Regions from separate parts of the Triticum aestivum genome. Here region 1 is linked to region 2. A link is a contact called in public Hi-C data. All regions are on one chromosome and are shown on one strand. The core of a region is the stretch at or near the end of the contact, and the rest is flanking DNA. Distances in the headings are between cores, read along the strand shown. Region 1 holds the start of LOC123098169 (branched-chain-amino-acid aminotransferase 2, chloroplastic). Region 2 holds the start of LOC123098168 (homeobox-leucine zipper protein HOX19).

Region 1 (5,590 bases), core at 1,825-4,324, 230 kb after region 2:
GTGCCGCCGCGGAATTTTATTTATCAAGGAAAGAAGCAAAATGCAACCAAGTTCGAAGACCTTCAACGACCCCAACCGGCTAGCGAAAGTAGTGGTGCCAAGCTCCTACCTGGAAAACTTGTAGAATTCATATGAGAGTTTTGGTTGATACAACTAGGACTGGATTAAAACTCAAAACTCATAGACTAAACAAGTAGCTCATGACTTGACTCGACTCAAACTCGTTAACTAAGAGTAAAACCAGGTTTTAATCTAAGATCATTAATTTAAGGATTCAAGCTAACGAGTTAGTCCGGTCACAATAAGAGTATCATAGGTAGTATCATGCATGTTAACTATGCATTTTAGGTGAAGTTGCATACAATTAAATGAGAAAAGAGATGGTTGAGTATCATGATACGATACCATATCATATTAAATGACGTACTAGTATGTGTCATGCATGGCAATAAATGACATTTCTGTGACACAAGTTATGGTACTATGCATTGTGAAGGTAGTATGGACCTTTCCCATCGTGACCAAGATTATTTCCTCGCAAAAAAAACTCGTTAAGCTCATTAATGAGAAGAGACATTAGATTATTAAGTATCAATATTGTTGTTGATTATTGTTATTTATGAAGTGCATCAAGTATTCATTTAATGCAAATTGTTGATCGTTGTATGACGAAAAGTTTATGCCTACAAATATATATTTCTAGGTTAAATATTCTTAAAAGAAATGGATTCCAAGAAGGATTTACAACGATTCTGTACTAAACTATGAGCTCTTCCTCCTCTTTGAAGTGACCTCACAGACGGGGGTGTCTTCGGCTGCCGCGACTTCCATGGCCATGCAGTCGATGAACGCATGTGCGCCTTGGATGTAGGATGAGGCCAAAATCTTGACCCGCGGTATTCATTTCTGCACAAACGGTCGTCGACTTGCGGTCAAAGTACTTGAGGGTCGGGTAGGCGAGCGCCACCGTCGACTGATTTTGCCTTATGGCGCACATCGTCCTCAACCCATTCAGGGAAGTCTCACGCCCTCTCCTAGCACTCTCTCTCGGTGCGGTCCTCTTCGGTCTTGCCAGGGAAAGGTCCATGTGGCCGCACCGACATGGTAACGGTGGAAGAGAGAATGAGGGGTGGTGGCCGACAAAGGGAGACGATGGGATGAGTGTGCCGATGTCGTGGAAGAGGGTGGATGTGGTGGTGTCGAGATGGGGGTTTATATACCCGCAAATGGGTGCGCTTGGGTGGGAAACGAGGGGAGGGGGATTCGCCATGTGCGGGTGGGAAACAAGTGCGAAATGCAGCGACGATCATTAATTAACGCTCTTCCTAGTGGATAAACGGATATTCGCAGGGACGGAAGCGGCAATTGTACGTACGGGCCATTGATGGGGTTGTGCGGGGGACTAAGAGGTTGTGCTAAAACTTCACCGCGCGAGCAATCGTGGATGGAGGTCCTTCCATATCAACGCCCCCAGCCTCCAAATGTGAAGGCTCGCGGACTGAACATGGAGCACGCTCCATAAATTATGCAGGACGATAAGCGGACGACGACTTTGTTAGAGTTACACTTCCTACCAAAATGACCATATCGACAAGTTACGATATCAATCAGAATGATATACCACTAAAAAGATCAGACTGATACAACGACAATGCTAGAATTGCTAGGGCCATGGGGCATGGTGAATCCCGGCACTTGTCGGCCGGCAGGAGGGCACCATTTTTAGATGTTTCTTTGAGCTTAGTTAGGGTTTGTGTCCTGCTCAGGAAGACGAGACGACGACGGCTCCCTGAAGATGGAATAAGGTTCTCCCCGCTCATGTCGGTGGTGTGTCTAGCATCATCGGATGGCGTGTGGATGTCTGTCTCTGGCATATCTCGCAGGATTCGGTCAGGGGTTGTCTTCGGTGGATCTGCTCAGATACGGTCTTCAATCATCTACCTTCATGCGTCTTCTGGTTGGATCCTTCCGATCTATATTTATCTTCATCGGCGGTGGTTGTTGTTCTGGTACGCTGGTCCTATGGGGCCTTGACACGACGACTTCCCGACTATCTACTATAACAAGTTATGCCCGCCTCCGACAAGGGAGGGGCGGTGACGACAGCGCGCCTTCGGCTCACTTCAATTCTTGTAATTGTCGCTAGGTGGTCTATGGATTTGACTGTATTTTTTTATTATTTCTGGTGTTCATTGTATTGCCATAATATTATAGACGTATAGATTGGATAATGGCGTTTTGGAGGCCGAGCTCCATGGAGGCCTTTATTTTTGAAAAAATCAAATTCAAACTTTTATGTTTCAAAAAATTCTGAAAAAATATGCATGTATGTAAGGATGTAACCCACATGTGTGTAAAATTTCATGATGAAATACATTGAAATGCAACATGTACAAAAAAGACAAATTCATGGTCTGGGAGGATGAATAGTATCATGTGTTAAACAACCCCAGATTTGTCTTTTTTGCACAGCCCTCATTTCAACATGTTTGCCCTGAAAATTTACACACATGTGTGTTATGCCTTCATGTATACCAGTAAAAAAATTTAGAATTTTTTGAAATGTAAAAAAATATGAATTTCGATGAAATTTGAATTTTGAATATGGAGGCCTCCAGTGAGCTCGGTCACCAAAGGCAATTTCCGTATAGATTGGAAGTTTTTTTGGAAAAAAAAAAAGCTTGGCAGACGCCATCACGCCTTACACGCGGCAGAGCAGCGCGACTACGACTTCCTCGTTCCCAGGAGGTGCCGTGCCAGGCGCGGCTGTACTCTGTCACTGCCTCGCGGGGTCCACTCAGTGCCTGGGCCCACGGGTCAATTGCCATCTCCGTCGATGGTTTTGTCTCGATCCAGGAAAAGCAAGTTTGCTGCTCCTAGAGCTTTGGCGCACGCTCGATCCCCCGTAACAGGAGTCCCGTAACAGGGCACAGTCTTTGTCAAACATTGCCAAATATCTTTGCCAAACATTACCGTATCCTGCTAATGCATGTGTTAATTCGCCATAAAAAACCAATGCATGTGTTTCCTAAACCAATGCATGTGGCCTTCTATAAGGGTAGGATACAGCAGGGCAAATCGAACACTTGCCAAATTCTCCACGACCTATATAGAAACCTCTTTACGAACACTTGCCATTTTAACCCACTGCCACTGGTATAGGTGCCGACGTGCTGTGCTCGCTTGCAAACCATTGCTCTCTTGAACAACTTTGGCGAGCGATCCAGCTAGCGGGCCGGCCGGACGTGCGTGCGTGCATGGACGTGCTGTCGTCTGCGAAGCGCGCCCTCCCGTGGGGCCGCACCTCGGCCGGCGGGGTCATCGGCGGCCTCCGAGCTCTACTCGGGACGGTGCGTACCCGCGCGCTTCTCGTGCTTTTGCAGTTGAGATCCCCGTCTACAAAGCATGGCCGCCGGGCCTGGCGCTTTTACTCTTCTTGTTTCCGTTGCGGAGAAGAGCATTTTCCCGTCTACTAAGATTTATCCATGGCCACGATGCTCTCCCGTCCCGCCTCCATGAGGATGAGGATGACGATGAGGTCGATCGGAACTCACAGTAGGCGCCTTCTCGGTGTGCAGGACGGAGGCGGCGGCCGCTCTCTTCTCCCGTCCCGGTGGAAGTCGTCGCAGCCGCAGCTGGACCCCGTCGACAGGTGCGTGAGTGACATGCAGCAGGTTCATCGTAAATTACTTTCCGTGGTTGGTTTCGATTCGTTCGCAGTTCGATCGCCAATGGCTTTTACCATTTTGTGCCGTTCGTCGCACTCAAACTCAATGCTTGTGCCGTCGCCACCGGGGCATCCGTGTGCGGTTTGGCTTGGCTGCATGCAGGTCCGACGAGGAGGGCGGCGGCGACATCGACTGGGACAACCTCGGCTTCGGGCTGACCCCGACCGACTACATGTACGTCATGCGGTGCACGCAGGAGGAGGGCGGCTTCTCCCGCGGCGAGCTCGCCCGCTACGGCAACATCGAGCTCAGCCCCTCCTCCGGCGTCCTCAACTACGGGCAGGGGCTGTTCGAGGGGCTCAAGGCGTACCGGAGGGCGGACGGGCCCGGGTACACGCTGTTCCGGCCGGAGGAGAACGCGCGGCGGATGCAGCACGGCGCCGGGCGCATGTGCATGCCTTCCCCGTCCGTCGAGCAGTTCGTGCACGCCGTCAAGCAGACCGTCCTCGCCAACAAGCGCTGGGTACGTGGTCAGCATCGATTTGTTCCTTTATTCACGTGACGTGAGTGCACGCCATGCTCATGAGCCCTCCATGGCTGACCTCCGCACTGCAACCACCCCTCGCGTACGTTGGTTTCAGGTGCCACCGCAAGGAAAGGGAGCGCTGTACCTCAGGCCGCTGCTCATCGGGAGCGGGGCGATCCTCGGGCTGGCGCCGGCGCCCGAGTACACCTTCATGATCTACGCCGCGCCCGTGGGCACATATTTCAAGGAAGGCATGGCGGCGATAAACCTGCTGGTCGAGGAGGAGATCCACCGCGCCATGCCGGGCGGCACCGGCGGGGTCAAGACCATCTCCAACTACGCGCCGGTGAAAATCCTTTAGCCGGTAACTTCTTCTTCAGGTGAATTTCCAGAAAATGTGACTGACCGACCGGTGTTTTTATCCCATCGTCAGGTGCTCAAGGCGCAGATGGACGCGAGGAGCAAGGGGTTCGCGGACGTGCTGTACCTGGACTCGGTCCACAAGAGGTACGTGGAGGAGGCCTCCTCCTGCAACCTCTTCGTCGTGAAGGGCGGCGCCGTCGCGACGCCGGCGACGGCGGGGACCATCCTGCCGGGGGTCACGCGCAGGAGCATCATCGAGCTCGCCCGAGACAGCGGCTACCAGGTCGATCGATCACTCCACTCCACTCCGCCGCTACTGTCCATCACCCAACTGTGCCGATGACAACGAACTGAAGCTTGTGTTGTGTGCTGTCGAGCAGGTGGAAGAGCGCCTCGTCTCCATCGACGATCTGATCAGTGCAGACGAAGTGTTCTGCACGGGAACGGCCGTCGGCGTCACCCCGGTGTCCACCATCACCTACCAAGGGACAAGGTAAGTCGATCTCATGCAACTCGTCCGCTGAGCCGGGGCAAAAAGATCCAAGATGTCTGCGCGATTCAGTGCTGAGATGTGTACTGATTTTTGGGCGTGCGTGCAGGTACGAGTTCAGGACCGGAGAAGACACGCTGTCGAAGAAGCTGTACACGACTCTGACGTCGATCCAGATGGGCCTGGCGGAGGACAAGAAAGGATGGACGGTTGCGGTTGATTGATTAGGATAACAGCGTGGGCGCATGCGGCGCCGGAAGCATTCATCAGCATTTCTTATCATGTCTTGCCAATGTGAATAATAATAGTCATGGTGATGATATCTCGGGGATGTCTCGGCCCCCAAGGGCGATGGTCTCTCTGATGCTACTGGTTTCTTGGAAAATATGGAAAGAGAGAAATGCACGGGTGTTCCGTAACAACGCAGTTCGTCATGGGTGTTCTTGTTGCTCGAACTAAAGAGGAAGCTTCTCTGTGGTGTGGTGCCTAGCCGGGGTGAAATTTTTGTGTAATATTATGCCGCAAGAGTGAGGCTTGTAATTC
Region 2 (6,237 bases), core at 3,202-5,701:
CAGCATTAGCAGGCAAACTAGATTCGCCCCTCTCCTGCTTATCTCTGTCATCGACTGGAATGCCAAAAAGTTTGGCCATCTCAATGTCAGGCATTGGTGCAATGACCAAATCAGTAGGCTCATCTAATTCAACTACATTCCAATCAACAGTTGCTGCAGTTTCAGTTTCAGTTCCAGTCACCTGTCCCTCTTCGGCTATTACTGTAAGTTCAATACACATGGGAATCAATGGCCTCTGTGTAGCCCAATCATCATCTACCATCTGCGCAGCCAATTGTGATGGCACATATCCAACCTTCCAAAAAAGGTTCAGATCAACGAGCTCAGCAAAAAAATTAGCCCGTTTGCTTGTCCAGCCGTTTTGCCGATCGATTTCTTCAACAATCTGTTCACCATCTTCTATTCTCACATACTCTCCTTTCCAATCATCAAACCGCAACAGTGATACTTCTTGCTCTGGACCCCAAACTATATTCTCCCCAATTTTTTCCACCCATTTCTTCACTGCCGTCTCTCCCATGTTCTGTAGAACTTGTGGATCAATCTCTTTAAACTCAACCTCCCATTTAACAATTGTGTCTCTCTCAATGTTCTGTATGCTACCATCAACTAATTTTGCCTTTGATGGAAAGAAATTGACTATCAATTCGAAGGTCCGAGCGGCAGCATCCCCTCTGTCAGTGGCGGACAGTGTGAGCCCGTGAGAAAGAGCAGACGAGGCTTCCCCCTAATTGCATGCAAAATTGGATCGGAGAGAGGCGCATTACCTATTCGAAGTTGAATCTGGCGGCTCCATCTCAGTATGCTCACGGGCTCCCCTCACAACCTATCGATTCTGCAAGCGAAAACAGAGGAAACGAGCTGAGATCTACGGGGCCGAGAGAGGAACGGGAGGGCGACTAGGGTTTGAATTCACTCACCATTTTCTGAGGACGAAGGCTCCGCCGCCGCCACCGAGAACGCAAGATCCGACGCCACCGGAGAAGAAGGGGGGCAGAGTGGCGGGCCCGGCACGATCGGGCGGCAGGGCACGGTCAGCTGTTTTGAGGAACAATTAAGTTGGACCCACATGTCCTAACATAAACGGGCGGGCTTGGTTGACGATCAATTTAACCACATTTAACACCCCATGTGGCCCTGGGCTATTTACACGCTCAAATGTGTCGCACCATAGCCATTCGCTCGAACAACGTCGCACTCCTGCCAATTCACCTCAAAAACGTCGCACAGGAGCTATTGGCCCAATCAAACCAAGGCACACAGGCTTGGAAGAAAAGGTAAAGGAGACTGAGACCACATCAGGTTGGCGGGGGCGAAAGGACGATGGACGAGGCACAGATCTTGGAGACCATCAGGGCGACAATATCGACATCCACAGACTTAGCGAGAGGGTTCCACTGCTGAACAAAAGCAGTCATTTTGAACAGTTAGTCGGAAGGGAAGTTGGGAAACAATCATTCAATCATAAATTTGTTTCTAATGGTTCATAAGGACCAGCCAAAAGCACCTAAGGTGATCCAAAAGACGCGGGCAACCTGGCCAAGAGGCTTTTTAAGATGTTAAGTACTCCCTCCTTAAAGAAGTATAAGAGTGTTTAGATCACTAAAGTAGTGATCTAAACGCTCTTATATTTATTTGCAGAGGGAGTAGATAATCTATGCTAGTCGGTTCCAGGGAGCATTCAACCACGATCAGACGCAACTCCATCCTAGTTTAGCTAAAACACAATTAGAGAGGATGTGCTTGGTGTTCTCGCTCTCCCCACAAAGAGAGCAAGCAGCGGAGGCACGGCCATGACGCTTAATATTTGGTCACGGCCAGTGTTGAGACTTTGAGGTGAACACTCTTTTTTTAGGGAACCAAAATAATTTGGCGTTATCGATTCATTATTCTGTTGCGTCGACTCTACGGAGAAAAACTCAAACATCTACGAAGTGATGCATGTTTTTAATTAGTGTGATCCAACGTGTGCCGTTGCTCGATCTCATGGATGGTATGCGTGAGGTTCTGTACTTCTGTACCACTACTAGTTTCTTCCTCTTGAAAGCATTGCATGGTACGAATACTTACGCCTTCAAGGCAGCCTTGCAACTGGATCAGTAGCCAAACTCGCCATGTGAGGAGCCTCGTTAGGGTATCTTTTAAACGTGATTCATGCTGATTGCAGACTCTGCTCATGCATTTTGGAGATGGTTTTTGCGGTTGGCAGTGGACATCGTCGTCCGGTTCCCACAGTTATTTGGTTTATTACGATTTGACCGCTAACAGCAATCGTACACAGTTTGGTTAACGGCGGGTGGTTGGTCGTCACGAGTCTGATCATTGCGCCCTAACTGATCACTGAAAGAGAACCCCATTTCATGGTACTACTCTTTAAGTTCTTAACAATAACACATCTCATCATGCACCCCATCCCTCTATCAGATTGTAGGAGGAGCAGCTGGCCACATCGAAATTCATTGTCAAAAGTGGGGGAATATGAGCGGCTAGCGCCCAAAGCAACCTCTCCCAGAAAGAAATCCCGGACTGATCGAGGCACCGATATCCAGCAGAGTGATAGGCCCCACGTCACCTGCTTTTTCCCCCTGTGAGCCAGACACTGTGGCCCATGGTCCGTCCGATTAAGCGCCCCCCGCAATTCTTCTCCTGCCTATGCAAATGCCAGGCAATGGGAGGGAAGTACCCCCATCCAAATGCAACGGCAACTCACTCATTTCCCCCATGCACAGAGTATGCATGCAGCATGAAGCCATGGAGGTCGAGGAGAGGGAAAGAGAACACCCGCCAACATCTCATGTGTGGCCGTCAAGGATCGATGGCAATCAATGTGCAGTGACCCGGTGTCCTTCAGGTTTCAATCATTCAAAGGAGAATCCGACTTGTGTGGCGTGCAACAGCGAACTGATCATGGTGCAATCCTGATGGTTTTGACGCTTCTCACGCATGCATTACGTAGGCATGCGAGGTGCATGCGGGCGTATCCTAATTTGTACACGATGATGGTATATCGACCATGAATGTCGTTCGCGATGCTGGTCCACGCCATTGCTGCCTAAACTATAATAAACTGCGTTTGATCATAATTTCAAACCGCGAGTTTCTAACTCCCCTCTACTACTGTACATGCCATGGCAGGCCATGTGATGATGTGCAACGCACAAAAAGGAACGTAAACCAACCAAGAAAACAGTGGAAGCGCCAGTAGAATCGAGGAAGAAAGTCCTGCCACAATTAATTCTCCCCAGCCTAGTTAGCGGCGACGCCCTGGTTAGCAAGCAAGAGGCGAGAATGACGGATGGACGGATGCAATCTGAACTCACTCACTCCAGGCCTATCATTGAGAAAGATGTCACAGGATGAGGCAGCAGCCCTGCCCCACACCGCGCAAAAGAGGCCAGTTTCCGGTCCAGGGGCGCGCTCATGTCCTATGTGGAAAGCAAGAAGGTGGCGAGGGAAAGGCCGGGAGCCAACAAGACCTAGCTAGCTACATGGAATTGGGAGGGTAGCCAGGTTGCAGAAAAAGTCCATACCAGTAGTAGCACTTGATGGCGATCAAGGAAAGTAAGCAGGGATCGGGAAGAAACGAAACCACCAGGCAAGCAGGCACACCAGGCCGGGCCGGCCAACCACACGTCTAGTAAATGAGCACATACGTAGGGAAGGGAAGGGAAGGTGGTTCATATGGTTGGGTGGGTGCATGATGAGTCGTAATATTTGTGCCACAAGCGCATCCATCTCCACCACAATCATTTGTGCAAATACCTAACAATTATCGAGCCATGCATGCATGATCATCATGTGAAATATACTTGTACTAGAACCAAAGCGGGAGGTCCGTACCTGAACGGATGAGTCTATTATATCTATACACGTACGTGCGTACCTAACTGATCTAGAACGCGCCCACCCTCGGTGAACAGAACAGTAGTAGCAGCAAGCAAAAAAGAAACGGAGGATCTGCTGCATGTCTCACCTTTTGTAACGCCTACATGCATGCGTGTGGGCACAAGGGGCCGAGCGAGCGAGGCTGATGTGTGCGTGCGGCTTCTAATATTGCCGGCCCCTTTACACACGCGCGTCCACGCGGCACCCCTAATCATCCATCCATACCAGCAGCACGAGAAAAACCTAAAAGAAAAACCCGACTTTTGAGCAGCAGCGATGGCTGGCTGCTGAGAACGGGATGAAAAATATGCACATCTGTAGGAGGGAACACGCCCAGAGAGAGGGAGGGAGACGGAGGGCGCAGCACGGCACTCTGGTCTGTGGAGTCTGGACCCTCCCGGCGCGAGGGGTCGATCTCCCTGCTGCCTGTGCTGGGCTTGTCAAACATTCGCAAGTGTCGAGTGCGCGTGCGCGTACGCCCGTGTGATGTGGGTTTGCATCGCCTTGTCCCCCCCGGGCGGCTCCACACCTCCCTCCCTCGCTCCTCTTCCTCCTCAAATATTCTCAACCCCTCGGCCTCAACCAATTCATTCCCCTCACTCATTCCTTCCTTCCTCCCCTCCCCTCCCCTCTCCTCTCCTCACCTCTACTACACAGACGCGTGAATACACTTCCGCGGCACCCTGCAAGAACTGCGAGAGGATTCAAGTCGGCGCAGATAGACAAGATAGTTTGCTGGTTCTTGGGTCAAGCTAGCTAGAGACCATTGGCTCTGCCGATTTGTGCGCCACGCCATGTCGCAGGAGGAGGTCCACGACGCCGGCCTGGCGCTGGGCCTGTCCCTGGGCGGCGGGGGCGGAGGCGGAGGCGACGGGCCGTCGTCGGCGCACCGCAGCAGCAACAGCGGCCGGCTGACCCTGTGGGAGGCGGAGCCGTCGCTGACCCTCAGCATGCCGGACGACACCACCATGACCGGCACCGCGTCCGGCGGCGTGTCGTCCATGTCGGTGGGGGGCGCGGTGAAGAGGGAGCGGGCCGAGGAGGCGGACCTGGGCGAGATGGTATCGTCCACGGCGGTGGGCGCCGAGGAGGACGACGACGGCAGCACGCGGAAGAAGCTGAGGCTGACCAAGGAGCAGTCCGCCCTCCTGGAGGACCGCTTCAAGGAGCACAGCACCCTCAACCCGGTACGTACGTTCGTACGTACGCATGCGTACTAGTCACGTTCGAATCGATTCACCGCTACTGATAGATGGCCGCGGATACCTAACATGCATCATCTTTCATCTGTTGAGATCTTCTTCTCTATTTATGCATGCGCGTACGCATGCCTCCTCAAATCTGGTTTTTACTTTCTTGATCCATAGTATGAGCTGCTGAATCAAAAATAAAAATGTGTTACTGAACTTTTTTTCCTTTGTGTGTCCTTTTTGGATTTGAGCAGAAGCAGAAAGTGGCTTTAGCCAAGCAATTAAACCTCAGGCCAAGGCAGGTGGAAGTCTGGTTCCAGAACAGAAGAGCCAGGTTAGGAGCCTTGTATTATACACGAGTATATGTCTATATGATATTGGCACCCCAGCTTACGGTCTCCTGCTAGAGCTGACTTGAAACAATTAATCCTTGTATTATACACCTCTTCATCTTTCTCAAAAAAAAAAACACACGGGCAATCATTTTGTGTGTTGCACTCCCATCTCAATTCATTTTGTTTTACGTCCATGCATGCATGAAAAATTAGCGAGACCTCTCCCTAAAATTACGGGTCGTTTCAGTTGTGTTGGTGAACTTTTTGTAAAACTAACGTTGGATCCCGTTCACGTGCATGCAGGACGAAGCTGAAGCAGACGGAGGTGGACTGCGAGTTCCTGAAGCGCTGCTGCGAGACGCTCACCGAGGAGAACCGCCGGCTGCAGCGGGAGCTGCAGGAGCTCCGCACCATCAAGTTCGCCCCGCCGCCACCGCCCAACAACGCCAGCCAACACCCCGGGACGCCGTCCTCCGCCGCGGCCCCGCCGGCGCCGTTCTACATGCAGCTGCCGGCCGCCACGCTGACCATCTGCCCGTCCTGCGAACGCCTGGGCGGAACCGCCGCCACCGCCGCCGGCAAGGTCGACCCCGACAGGCCCAAGGCTGCCACCCACCACTTCTTCAACCCCTTCACCCACTCCGCCGCCTGCTGATCGATCTGCGCTCCGCCGACCGCACGTACGTACATACACGACGCTCATCAACATCGACCTGCACCACCGCCATAGCTAGCTAGCTAGCTACAAGTAAGTAGCAGTGGCTGCCATAGCTAATACCTCACGTCGCAAGTAACATATGATCCTTGCAGCCAGCCAGCTGCAGGAC

What was found. A called contact is a pair of places that touch in the nucleus more often than the background predicts.
Region 1: a Hi-C map of leaf shows a contact between it and region 2, with 5 times the contacts expected there. The contact joins the promoter of LOC123098169 here to the promoter of LOC123098168 in region 2. A contact is called at or near these places in 3 of 5 Hi-C or Micro-C datasets (leaf and an unstated tissue).

Annotation. Positions count from the first base shown.
Region 1 is chr4D:398,818,999-398,824,588 of IWGSC CS RefSeq v2.1, forward strand. LOC123098169 (branched-chain-amino-acid aminotransferase 2, chloroplastic) reads left to right here and starts at 3,075. Exons shown (of 7, transcript XM_044520067.1): 1 at 3,075-3,350; 2 at 3,579-3,652; 3 at 3,831-4,191; 4 at 4,310-4,540; 5 at 4,628-4,840; 6 at 4,938-5,050; 7 at 5,157-5,590. The coding sequence starts at 3,258. The coding sequence ends at 5,271.
Region 2 is chr4D:398,584,268-398,590,504 of IWGSC CS RefSeq v2.1, forward strand. LOC123098168 (homeobox-leucine zipper protein HOX19) reads left to right here and starts at 4,452. Exons shown (of 3, transcript XM_044520066.1): 1 at 4,452-5,072; 2 at 5,330-5,409; 3 at 5,714-6,237. The coding sequence starts at 4,680. The coding sequence ends at 6,065.